2 separate regions of the Mus musculus genome follow, and region 1 is linked to region 2. The links are chromatin contacts, called in public HiChIP or PLAC-seq maps. All regions are on one chromosome and are shown on one strand. The core of a region is the stretch at or near the end of the contact, and the rest is flanking DNA. Distances in the headings are between cores, read along the strand shown.

Region 1 (7,115 bases), core at 1,348-3,847, 55 kb after region 2:
TTTCTTTTCTTTTTTTTTTTTTTTTGGAGTGCTTTTCAAAACATTACCGTATATATGTTAACAGTTTAAACACACACATGTGTATATTCCCCAGAACAACTAAAATATAAGAGTGAAAGTAACACTTATGCTGCTTGTCCTCGGCATGCAAACTACCAAAACAGAACTAAGTGACTCACCAATTGTATAAACAACTTTAACGTTGTCCATCTGTGAATCAGTAATGCTATTCTTGGCTTCACCTTTCATTTCACCGAGGAGAAAACCTTCCTATGAGAGTAAACAAAAGAAGCAGTATATGAAACACACTGGCTAGGGTCAATATTCTATCTCCTAATCATATCTTCTCAGAATTTCACAATATACAAATGTGTTATAGGTAGTGGGCACATGGGTAACTGGGAAAGGCTGAGAGGGAGACAGAGTGGAACTGATTTGTTTGTTTGTTTGTTTTGAGACAGGGTTTCTCTGTGTAGCTCTGGCTGTCCTGGAACTCACTTTGTAGACCAGGCTGGCCTTGAACTCAGAAATTCGCCTGCCTTCTGCCTCCCAAGTGCTGGGATTAAAGGCGAGCGCCACCACGCCAGGCTGAGTAGAACTGACTTTAAAGGGCTTGGTAATAGTTTGGGAAGGCAGAGAGTGAAGCACCCCTAACTCAAATGCATAAAAGTTTTAAGTCTGTTTAAGAGCTCAGCTGAGCAGTTTGTCTTGAAGCGCAAGGCTTCTGTGGACAGTTGTAACAAGAGGGTAAAGTCCCACAAGATAATCCAAATGAGCAGCCCAAGTCTGGATTTTACACATATTTCTGAGTGTCAGTGGAGGTTTCTTAGCTATGGAATGCTAAAGTGATCAATGTTTTCAGATGTAAATCTGTCTAAAAATTATTAAAAAAAAATAAAGATTTGTAATTCAGTTACATCTGCTTCCCAGTGGGTCTACTGTGTGCCTGTTTTCTTTTAAAATACAGGCAGCCTTTTGAGTTTTTGTTTTGTTTTCTCATTTCAGTGACTCAAGTTTTTTCTTTGGGTGCATTTAAAGATCAAGTGAACTCTTCTATTCATTAAAATTGGTTTATAATGCCCTGCCTCCATTTCATCAAAATAATCGAACGACCAACCAAACAAACATAGGAATGTCCCAGTCTTTTAACAGAATCAAGTGGGTAAAAATCTGCAATTGCAAATGTTCTTGATTTTGATACTCCCAATGTTAAAAACTAGGAAAAGTACCAGTCAATTCTAAGTACAATTATTCAGAAACCAACTCTAAAAACTTTAGTTGAGCTGGAGGGACGATTCAGTCATTAAGAGCAGTGGCTGCTCTTGCAAAAGAACAGGATTTAGTTCTCAGCGCCCACATCTTTATCTCCCATTAAGTTCCAGGGGATGTTATGCCCTCTTCTGGTCTACTTGGGCACTGCCCATGTGTGATCCACAGATGCTCAGTAAATGACTCTTCAAACAAACAAACAAAAGTTAAAATATCTGAGAAACTAGGGTCAAACACCAAGATGTAGTGTACAAGGGCTAATCCTATAAACTACAGACTTAGGGCAGTTTACTTATGTTCACGCTAAACATCTTCTAAAATAAGTCCCACAGATACACACACACACGTGTTTGTGTTTAGTATGAAGTTTGTGTATCATCCTCCCGTAGAGCCATGCTAATGTATCATCCCATTATGTGCTGCCCGGTGAGTACCTCGCGCATTCAAAGATGTCATTTGTTTCCCCCTGGTATTTTGATGTACTGCACATCAAAATCATTGTACACTCCTATCACTGGGACTGTGCTGAGAAGCAATTTAGGCAACGCAGATCTGACACTTAAAGCGAAGGACTCAACAGTTCAAATACCTTACTCCACACTGTTCAGTATGGTGCTCTCTGCACTGTATTCGTGCAGACCCCAAACTCATTTTAGATGTTTCTAGTTTCTTTCTTTATGTTACTAAGAACTTAATACAAGATGCTACTGCCAGACCTCAAAGTTTTACGGTAAGTTTTTAATCTACCAAAAAAAAAAAAAAAAGCCTTAAAATTTGTTTTCAATGTCACTCACGGGCTTCGAAAGGAGGCAAAGGCTTAAAAATGCATTTACACATCTGATCCTGGACAAGGTGCGTTTGTAACGGAAAGTAGCACAGAAATAGCCGGATCTTACAGCCTCATGCCAGGGTAGCCCTACAACTAGCCAGCCCCTTGCGGCTGGGTGCGGGGTCTGGCTCGCCCCTGCTCGTCCTCCCGAGCCTCGCGACGCTCACGCGCTGCGAGTAGGACCCGGCGCCGGGATCCTTCGCACAGCAGGGTAGCGAGGCAGGTAAGCTGCCCGACTTTCGTCGCCGAGCCGGAGGCCCCGGGGAACTTTCCTCCAAGCCCAAGGGCGAGCAGAGAAAAAGGGCCCGGATGAGAGCCCGGGAGGGCGCCCTGCTCCGCGAACCCACGGAGCGAGCGGGGACTGCGGGCGGGGTCGGCAGCCGCGCCCGGCTCACCGTGTCTGAGTCTGTGTTGAGATGATGGAAAGTGAGCGCGCCGAGCACGAAGCCAGACAGCACCCCCAACGTGCTCTCGCCCTCCATACTGCCGCCTCGGTCGCTGCCGCCACAGCCACTATCGCGGAGCATGACGGGAGGCTGGAGCGTAGGGGCGGGGCTTGAGCCTGCGCACCGGGAGACGCGGGTTGTAGGGAGCGCGGTGTCCTCTAGCCGGGTAGGGTGCTTCTTTCATCAGCTTGGCTGAGACACCTGCAGCATGCATGGAAAACACTGTTTATGCATAGTTTAAGGCTACTAATGGTTGTAAAAATAAGAATCGCTTAGCAATATTTTAATACCACGGATATGTCTTTTTGGGGTTTCCACTGCCCTTCATCTATTGGAACTTATGGAAGATCAATAACCAGTGGTGGGTGGGAATTATCTTCTCTAGAGTATTCCCGCTGTGTTGCGTTATTCTGTCTGTGTGTATTTGATTCTTTGGTTTGTTTGCTTGCAATTATAAAGTTATGAACTGAGTCTAGTTTAAAGACTATGTATGTTTATAACATTGTGAAAGTTCAATGATAAGCACGAACATATTGTGTTGGATCATTTGATATGACTAAAGTAAGTGAGAAGGTGAGGGATTGACATGTATTTCACACGTGTCATACACAATTTAAAAAGCCGATGGTTTTTAAATAATTGAAACTTGGCAAAGTGGCATGCTCCTGAATTGCATTAGTATTGCATGTCTCAGTTTTGTTGTGCAATAGCCAGGATTAGCTTGTCAGTGGCAACATGGAAGAAGTCACAGCTCCACTCTGTGGTCACTAATAGCTTGTGGAGTTCTCCTCCCCCTAGGAAAGGAGAATTTATAGAATACATATGTATAGTGCCGGGCGGTGGTGGCCCACGCCTTTAATCCCAGCACTCGGGAGGCAGAGGCAGGCGGATTTCTGAGTTCAAGGCCAGCCTGGTCTACAGTGAGTTCCAGGACAGCCAGGGCTACACAGAGAAACCCTGTCTCAAAAAACCAAAAAAAAAAAAAAAAAAAAGAAAAAAAAGAAAAACATATGTATAATACATATGTATTATAGAATGTGTATGTATTAATATATATTCCGTGGTACTATCATATGTATCACATATATAATTATACATAATACATGTAAAGGCCCATGGTATTTAGTTTTCATTACATGAGCTAGCCACCAGAGTTCAAGGCTGGTTGTGACAGGAGAATAAAGACAACAGTCCTAGATGACAAAGATCCTACCCAGCACGTACATTTCCCACCCTTTGACCTCGGCACCTCCCCCCCCCTTGTGAAGGAGTTCTCATGTACCCGAGTTCCCTAATATGCAAGTTTGAGGGGAGAAATAGTTTCCCACATCTCAGAATACAAAGTCTTGAATAAACCCGATTTCCTTCCACCAACTCTCATTCTCTGAATATTAGCTTTTAAGTATGGAGCAGATGACCTTGGGTGTGGTGACATTTCTGCTGAATATTAATTGCTTTTCTGTTGCTGTGATAAACCACCATGACCAAGGAACCTTACGGAAGGGACGGTTTATTTGGGCTTACACATCCAGAGGGATAGGAGCCCATCACCGTCACAGCAGGGAGCCTGGCAAGCAGCAGGCAGGCATGGTACAGCAAGCAGAGGACACCCTGAACCTCGAGAAAGATGCAGAGAGAGCAAACTAAAATTGGCACAAGTCTTTTAATTCTCAAAGCCTGCCCCCAGTGACTCCTTCAGCAAGACCACACCTCCTGAACCTATCCAAATGGTGCCACCAACCAGAAACTATTCAGATTTCTAGACTGTGTGGGCATATCTTTGAGACCATCACAGCTGTGTTCTGGGATAACACCCTCACTAGACCCTATTGCTGTCTGAAAACTACATCACCATGTTGTGACCGTACAATGGTATACAAAGCAGTAAGAAGAAGTGTTAATCCTACCAGGTGAAAATAAGACTAGTACCACAATTTTTGAGCAAAATGTAAAGCAGGCTTTATTAGATACTGGTCAGGATGATGGACACCGGCCAGTTCCATACCTTGGATGCCCAGAGAATGGCTGTAAACCCCACAAGACTCCGTATTCCCACGTTCATCCAATCAACAGCAATCATATCCGGACATACTTCCTGCCTACATACCTCTCTATCATGCATGTGACCAAGCACTTCCTGTGCAGCTGGAGCAACCAACCTTCTTCACAGAAGTGAAAACACCTGGCTTGTTATCTTACTTGAACCGCAGCCCCCAGCATTCCAGGAAGCTGGCTGCCCTTGGGCAAGTGGGGCTTACAGGTTAGAGGCGTTTTTTGTTTTATAGATCTCTTAAGCACAGTAGTTAAAACTTAACATATAACTTTAGCCCTCGCAGAACTGAAAGTAAAGGCATGCGTATGAATTTGTGGGTTGCATGATGAGGGAAATCTAATACTGTATTATTAACCCCTGTGCAGAAACAAAATAGGAGGACATTCTTTCAGCTCAATTGTATCAAGTGTCTGGAAGGGAAACTATGTGTCTTAAAGACCCTTCTTGCAACCACAGTGGCCTGTGTGAATGATGAATATACAAGGTTACTACTGGTGGAAAGTTCATCTCTAAAGCTGAGTTAGCTAATGGAAAGGTATCCAACCTTCAAAACAAAGCAGGCCGACCCAACAGCAAAACCGGAAATGCCACGCTTTTATCCTGTGTCTAGTTGCCCTGGAGATGAGTCAACGCTTTTTTAATTCTTGGAGCAGTTAACCGAGTTAAGCAGAACACATTCTTTACTTGTATCCATCAAAGCACTCTGGGTAATTTATTTCCTCTCTCTGAAGGGCCACTGACCTGTACAGTTGTATGGTTCATCCATGTCTGTCACACATGATCTGAGAAGGGCTTTCATACCATGGTGACTTCAGATTTTGGATGATTTGGGGGGCGGATGTTCCCTGTGTTTTCAGTGTGTGTGTGTGTGTGTGTGTGTGTGTGTGTGTGTAAGCTTCGGAGGTGGCCCTGCCTTTTCATGAGTGTCTGTTCATCTGCTTCATGAAGACTACATCAGGAGATGCCACGAAACTTCACCTGCTGAACTATTTATTATCAAGGCCATTTCAGACACAGGAAACAGGAATGTTACTCAACACTCTGACCTGGGTTGGGGGTGATACTCTTCTGGTTCACCCAGGTCCTTGTTGTCTGACAGAAAAGAATTTCTGGGGCTGGAGAGATGGCTCAATGGTCAAGAGCGCTGACTGCTCTTGCAGAGGTCCTGAGTTCAATTCCCAGCAACCACATGGTGACTCACAACCATCTGTGATGGGATCTGATGCCCTCTTCAGGTGTGTCTGAAGACAGCGACAGTGTACCCACAGACATGAAATAAATAAACAAATCTTTTTTAAAAAAGAAAGAAAAGAATTTCTGCATGAATTAGAGTAAAGTAAAATCAGCAAGTCCACTGGTTAAGCAAGAACACAAGACAAACCTGACCAGTCAAAGTGGGCGTCTAAGCACCCGGGCTGTAGCCATAATTGACTAGGGGCTTACTTACAACTTACTTAGAACAACGCACTCGGACACTGATTTTAGATATTAGGGGAAGCATTTTTTTCTCATCCCCAGGATTTGGTCCCTGAGGCTTTCCCCGACGCACCCTGTAGGCTTGCAGCTGGAGCAAGAAGAGCGCCAGAGGTAAACAGCGTTGACTCGTCTCCAGGGCAACTAGACAAGGACGAAAGGCTTGACATTTCCGGTTTTGCGTTGGGTCTGTCTGCTTTGTCTTGAAGGCTGGATGCGTTTCTATTAGCTAACACAGCTTCAGGGGTGAACTTTCCACCAGTAGCAACCTTGTGTGTTCATCATTCACACAGGCCACCGTGGTTGCGAGAGGGGTCTCTATGACACATGGTTTCCCCTCCAGACACTTGGTACCATTGAGCATACATTGGCATGTTTCTTTCTGATTTCTGTGCCCAGTCCTCCAGCATCTCTTGCTACCTTTAACAAGCTGCTTTGGAGGGACTGGATAGACTAGTGGTTAAGAGCACTTGCTGCTCTTCCGGGGGACCTGGGTCTTAGCACATACACAGTAACTCCAGTGGATCAGAGGATCTGAGGTCCTCTCCTGGCCTCAAGGGCAGCAGATGCAGACATGTATACAAGCAAAACACCTACACACATAAAAATAAGCTGATTTTAAAAGCATGAGTTGCTTTTATAAAACTGGGGTAGTTTGTGTTTAGGTGGTCACTACTCCCGAGGAGGCTCATGCAAGAAGCTTTTGGGGCCGGGCGTGGTGGCGCACGCCTTTAATCCCAGCACTTGGGAGGCAGAGACAGGCGGATTTCTGAGTTCGAGGCCAGCCTGGTCTACAAAGTGAGTTCCAGGACAGCCAAGACCATACAGAGAAACCCTGTCTCGAAAAACCAAAAACCAACCAAACAAACAAACAAGCAAAAAAAAAAAAAAAAAACATTAAAAAAAAAAAATTTAAAAAAAAAAAAAAAAAAAAAGAAGCTTTTGGAGCCCAAGGCTTCAAAACCCAGCTTGGTCAAAACAGAGGAACACTGGTTTTAGCTTTATCTCTGTTGCTATGATAAAATAAAGCAAAGAAAAACAAAAC
Region 2 (6,335 bases), core at 2,965-5,464:
AAACAATGTACAGGAACTCAGGACTAGGAGAAATGGGTTATCAGTGAGATGGTTCGGCAGTTACAGGTGACGGTAGACTTAATCACCCAGAGCGCCTTCTAAAAGCTCATCCACAGCTTTTAATGTATAATTAAAATACACATTTCATTTACACGGGGGATTTTCAATAATAAAATATATATATAATAAATAAGTCAAATTAAAAAACATACATCAGACAGCTTCATGGGGTTTTTTCTTTTGGAGACAGGGACTCATGCAGCCCAGGCTAGCCTCCAACTCTCAGTGTAGCTGAAGCTGATTTCTGACACTCATTGTCCGTCCTGTCTCCCGAGTGCTGCGTTACAGGTGCTCACCACTGGGCAGTTTACAACCCCCCGGCCTTTTCTTCTGTCTTGGAGGTACTGAGGATTTATTCCAGGGCCGGAGGCATCTCAGGCAAATGCCCTAGCTCAGAGTTACGTCCCCAGCATGGCTTCCTGCCCTTTCAGAGCTGGGACCCCCAAGCCCAGGGAGGTCTGCAGGCAATCTCAGTAATTCTTCTGCTTCTCCTTGCAGTGCCTCCGCCTTCTCATGCAACAGCATCTGCAATGAAAAACCCAGTCATGAGGCCAAATGTACCTGGCTAGAGAGCTGCCAACATTGTATGTCTGCTAAAACCCGAGTTCTGACACACAGATGGCTAACGCTGGGCCTGAAATAGTGAGACTGAAAAATGCCCACTTTACAGCCCACTTTACAAGTTCAGTAAATGAAGACGAGGTATTCTGCTAAAAACCATTTTAGCTGATCACAGCGTTCAGTGCACCAAAAATAAAGAGCTTTCCTACACTCAACGATTTGTTTCACAGAAGACTCAGGCACTTAAACAAAATTTATAATCTATAAAATTTCAGAAAATTTTGCAAAAATTTAATTAGCTCTTGAAACTGTTATCCTTTACGTACGTATTTAATTAGCTCTGCCAACTGTTTCATTTAGCGCGTGCTTTTAAAAGCCCATCAGTATTGCAGAAAGAAAGTTTTCCTAAGGCTCCTACAGAAACATGATCGGAGCTATCACCCTTTCCACTAAAGCGCCTGTGGTGAACGTGACTGGACCCGTTATCCCGCCATCGGCTTCCTCTCTCTCCTGTCAGTTGCCCTCCTGTATTTTTGTTTTAATTAATTAGTTAATTAACGTGTATGGGTGTTTTGTCTGCATGTATGTGAATACACCATGGTTCTTGGAGGCCAGAACATTGCTCACATTGCTAAGATCGGAGATGCTGTGATGGCCATGAGGGTGCTGGGAGTGTGAACCCCAGTCCTCTGGAAGAGCAGCCAGTGCTCTAACCACTGAACCACCTCTCCAGCCCGCTTCCTAAAGTTAGTTTTTGAGGTAGGATTTCACCATGTAGTCTAGGCTGGCCTTAAATTTGAGATCTTCCTGTGTCAAGGAATATGCATGCAATATGCACATGCAATATGCATGCTGCCATGCCTGGAAATATGGTTAATTTCAAACACAGCACACAAGAAAGAAAGAACTGCCAAGCACAGTGCATAGCCTGTGTGCTGGGCTGCCTTCAGTTCCCTCAGGCAGGGGCAGAGGCAAGGGCATCCCTACCCATCCAAGAACACCTCAGCTACTGGGACAGAGTCCATCGTGGATGCTGTATCCATAAACACTCCAAATGTCTCCACCACAGACCACTGTGAAGATCAGCTAAGGCCATGCTCGTGTGTGAGCACCACTCAGCACCATGAGAAGGAAGTTCTTTTTAGCAGTTCTTCTGCTTCACGTACGAGAATGACTATCTCAGTGAGGGCTTCTAATGCTGCAGCAAAACACCACGACCAAAAGGTAACTCGGGGAGCAGAGGGTTTGGGGGCTTACACGTCCACACTGCTATTTATCCCTGGAGGAAGCCAGGGGGGAGCTCACACAGTGCGGGAACCTGCAGGCAGGGCTGATGTGAAGGCCATGGAGGGTGCTGCTTACCAGCTCGATCCGCTTGCTTTCTGGACCACCAGCCTAGGGACAGGACCACCCAAAAGGGCTGGGCCCTTCCCCAGCAATCACTAAGAAAATATGTAATAGCACGATCTTACAGAGGCTTTTTCTCGATGGAGGATTCCCCCTTTCAGATAACTCTAGTTTGTGTGTCAAGTAGACACGAGACTATCTAGCACAGTAACATAACAATGAAGTTTTAAAAAGCTAAGCAATGTACACACTTGTGACCAAGGACATAATACCAGATTGCTGTAATGGCTTCACCCACACAAACAGAATAGCAGCAATCTTGAAATGGGGATGGAAGAGAGCAAATAGCCTGAAGCCATGGAACTCAACAAAGAAAAGAGAAACTCCTGCTTTAAAACTTTGAAAAGTATAGCCAGAAAGAATAGGCTGGCTCCAGAGGGCAGTGCGCACGTATGGGTGGTAGAAATCTCCAGAGGTAAATTTAACCTCAGCCCACTGCGATGGCCTTGGGAATGCCCCTGTCAGTGAAGAGCTTGCGGGTACAAGACCGAAGGGAGGCACACTGGAGAGGACTCCCATGAGGAGGCCCAGAAGAGAGCTACAAGACGGCCTCAGAACAGCGTTAATTTTTAGGGTCTCTCTCCTCGGCAATCCTGTGTCAAAAACAGGAAATCTGTGTACCCTGGGCCTTTTTGTTTTAAGTGTGTTTTATGAGTATGGATGCTTGCTGCATGTGTCTGTGCACCCCGTGTGTGCAGTGCCCTCAGAGGTCAGAAGAGGACATCCGATCCCCTAGAACTAGAGTTACAGAGTGCTGTGAGCTACGGACGTGTTTTTGGTAAACCGTTATTCGATGCGAGTTGCTTCGCTCGGATATCTCATCACGATGCTACGGCGTATTTGCGAGGAAGGCTTGCTCACCTTGGCTGAGGAAACAATCTGCCTGGCTTGCCGTCTGGACAGATGATCAATTGTCTTCACCAACACTTCTGGGTTGGCATTGGCTAAGTGCATGATGCTCCTGTAACCTGCGTTATATAGCTGTTTTGCTCGACCCTAAAGTATTAAAGAAAAAAAAATACTATGAGTATTTGGGATTATTAAAAAAGAAAAAAAAACCCCACATGCAACAGATAGGAAGAGACACAGACAGTAATGTAAATGTGAGGAGGTAACCCAGCAGAACACTGCAGAGCTTTGAGGAGATGTTTGGGCTCTAATCTGAAAGGTACCGAGGGGAGCTTTCCACAAGGTCTAAGTCGGCTGCTGGGACAAAGCCAGGGAAGGGAACCCAGTCAGGCGCACCTGTGTGCACGCACTTCCTACGCAGAATGAAAAGCAGAGGACAAAAGGACTGAAGCTGATGCGTGCTGCTAACACCCGACTGAGGGTCCTTTCTCCCCACCATCTCCTGCCATCAGTCTGTCCGTCAGTCATCACTGCACTGGGTACAAACTGACAGAGAGTAACTCTTTACTCCAGTGGAGAAAGAGGAGCTATGGTTGAGTCGCAGGGCACAGTCCTTGGGGGAGAGTGGAGCCCAAGTTCTCATACGGGAGATCTTTCATCATATCCACTTCTCAGACATAGTGGCTTCCTGGGAGGCCGTGGCATCATTTGATTTAAAACGAAGGAAACGAGAAAGACTTCTGGGCGACCTGATCTGGGATCAGCTGAGTCTCCTGTCTGGGAAGGTCTAGAAGGACTGACTGACCCCAGCGTAGGCCCCACTTTCTGTTGTCTGCCAGCAGCCCAGGCCGAGGAGGTTGGAGGGGAGCTGGGCAGTGGCGGCGAGCACCTTTAATCCCAGCACTCAGAGGCAGAGGCAGAGGCAGGAGGAGCTCTGACTTTGAGGCTAGCCTGGTCTGAAGAGAAAATTCAAGGACATCCAGGGATGCAAAGAGAAATCCTGTTTCAAGAAACCAAAGGAGTTTGGGGGTGGTGGTGGAAGGAGAGAGGAAGAGGTGTGCTGAAAGCAGGGATGGGGTTGCTCTGCTGGCCCACGTGGAAGCCTGGGCTCTTCTACACCTCCCTCCCTTGTTCTGAGACACAGGCTATTTTAATTCACAATGTTTCTGGCCTTAGCTCAGGCTTGCTCCCCACTGGCTTCTAACCGATATCAACCCGTTCACACTGTTCTACGTCTGCCGTGCTGATGGCTGCTTCTCCTCAGTTTCACACACCCGCCTTCGGAGTCCGGGTAGTGGTAATGTTCCTGCCTCTCTCTCCCAGAGTTCCTCTCTCCTGCAAGTCCCACCCACTCTCTCCTGCCAGGTCACCCAGCTCTTTACTGAGCACTGAGCTTTTACACAGTGCACATGAGACTATCCCTGCATGCCCAACTCTGCTCTGTTTCTGACTGCATCTACCCTGCTGCTGCCTCCAGTCCTTGCTGCTGCTGAAACCCAGCTTCCTCAGTCTTCACGTGGGGATCAGCAGCTCTCCGGGAACTGCTCGGGGTTCAGTCTCAGGACCAGCCAGCAACGCAGGCCCATCCATCAAGTCCTCTGTTTCTATGTGCTGATTCCATCGGTTCTGTTCCTCCACAGGACCTGGAACAGTAGGACTCTTTCTAGAACCTACCACGCAGTAACACTTCAGAAGACCGTAAAACTTGTTTTTCTGTTAGAAGACATGAACTCAGTTAGGAGGGTGGGATGAGGCTGACCTCTAAGACCCCGGTCACTTCCATGAGAGGGATTAGCTCCGCCTTCACGCAGTACGTCAGCTTCTTGGTGAGTTCCACCAAAAGGGCTTTGTAAACCCAAAATTCCTCCAGCTCCTGAGCAGACAAAGATGCATCGTTGTAAGTTCTGTATTTTATGTAAGTTACATACTGAGCTGCAGCTCGGAGGAGCGAGGGCTAAGGGAGATAGAGCCTCCCAACCGCAAGGAAGCATGGAGCCTTGGGAGCTTTTGGAGGAGGAAAAAAGACTGAAAATTAAGAAAAAAGTTATTTCTAATCAAAATTTCAGAAGTGTCTGTACAGTTTTGTTTGTCGAGTGACTCTAAAGAGTTTTTACTTGTGGGAGTTAACCCAGAGATGAAGTATTAAATAAGGACAGTCACATGCAGCGTGGTAGTCAACAAAGCCCTTAAGCTAACGAGAACAGGAGCTCTGAGTAGGGCATGACGCGTGGCTGGAGGATATCACATCAGCCTGTCTGTGTAAGAGCCACGCGTGAGGCCTGGGGCCCTGGCTCCGGGTTAAGTGCATGAGACACAAGCTTGAGCACCCACAGAAAAGTCCTGTGCGGCTCAGTGGCACACGCCTGTAGCCCTGGGGGCACTGTGTGCTTGTACACGGGTGTGCAGCCAAAGTGGTGAGCTCCAGGCTCCGTGAGAGACCCTGTCTCACATCCACACTGACAGCAGTGTGAAAGACTCTAGACCAACTGCCACATGGCCGGCACTGCGCTGCCCTGGTGGCACAGGCTCTTCCACCACAGGGGAGGAAGAACGTCACTAAGTTTTCACTACTAATCCTGGTTAGAGATCATCTCCACTAGCACAGCTGCTGAACAGAACAGAGCTATAGAGTGAAAATACACCAATGACCCTTCATTAGCACTTACGGCACACTTAGTTATTAACATTCGTAGACTACAGAGGTTTAAGATAGGAAAGAAAATTGAATTAAAACCTGGTGAGCGGTGTGTGGTGGTGCATACATTTAATCCCAGCACTCAGGAGGCAGAGGCTGCCATACACACATACACACACACACACACACACACACACGCACATGCATATATATGATATATAACATGTATAACATATATAAATAAAATATTAATTTTAGCATCATGTATATACACCTATCATGTAGAGCCTATGTTTGACGTAGGGCTGCCTGCCCGACACTAGAAGTAAATGTGTATGTCCCCATGGCTGTCCAGAAGATGTGGGACTGAGCAGTCCCCTGGCCGCTGACGGACTCGGGTAACTGACCAAACCCCTCATCACTCCCGAGTCGTCACACAGAAGCCAGGTTGTAAGGGATAGCCTGGAACCATCGGCCCTGGTCCTGAGAACAGGCGGGCTCTGCACTTCCCACTGCTGAAGCGTTTTAGCTGACTTGGGAATTCCTGCATCGTTTCCATAAGCTCAACACAGTCCTCATGTAAAAAGGCAGAAACCAAGAAAGGCTTTAAATAAAGCTGCATGCTCCGAAAGAACACAGTGACTCAGCAGGGAGGAGAGAGGCAACTGCTTTCAAGTTTACCAGGGTTAACGTGAGAAGACACCAGTTAACTGATTACCTCACAGAAATGTAACACGCAGGAAGAGAAGGAGGCAGCTCCCATAAGCAGGTTCTGTATGTATCCTCGGGGCAGGTTAAACTTCTCAGACACACTCCAAACATT

What was found. HiChIP or PLAC-seq counts read pairs in DNA pulled down with a chosen protein or histone mark.
Region 1: a contact with region 2 is called in an H3K27ac HiChIP or PLAC-seq map of embryonic stem cells, with 5 read pairs. The contact joins the promoter of Abraxas1 here to the enhancer-like site in region 2. A contact is called at or near these places in 3 of 39 promoter capture datasets (the C10 cell line, embryonic stem cells and erythroid cells), 14 of 484 Hi-C or Micro-C datasets (differentiating embryonic stem cells and embryonic stem cells), 2 of 115 datasets of contacts at active chromatin or transcription factors (both in embryonic stem cells) and 4 of 9 other capture datasets (adipose tissue, embryonic stem cells, liver and 1 more).

The regions. Positions count from the first base shown.
Region 1 is chr5:100,818,338-100,825,452 of GRCm38.p6, forward strand. It overlaps Abraxas1 (BRCA1 A complex subunit), which reads right to left and starts at 2,598. Exons shown (of 9, transcript NM_172405.3): 1 at 2,494-2,598; 2 at 180-270. The coding sequence starts at 2,580.
Region 2 is chr5:100,762,052-100,768,386 of GRCm38.p6, forward strand. Helq (helicase, POLQ-like) reads right to left here. Exons shown (of 18, transcript NM_001081107.1): 15 at 6,231-6,335; 16 at 4,637-4,750; 17 at 2,890-3,024; 18 at 97-585. The coding sequence ends at 448. Among named protein-coding and RNA genes, the nearest start is that of Helq, 33 kb to the right of the region's middle. Within about 2 kb of position 4,215, at least 17 of the 459 cell types and tissues checked have an H3K27ac peak or open chromatin away from gene starts, as enhancers often do. A contact at or near this core is called in differentiating embryonic stem cells and embryonic stem cells, where this site is marked.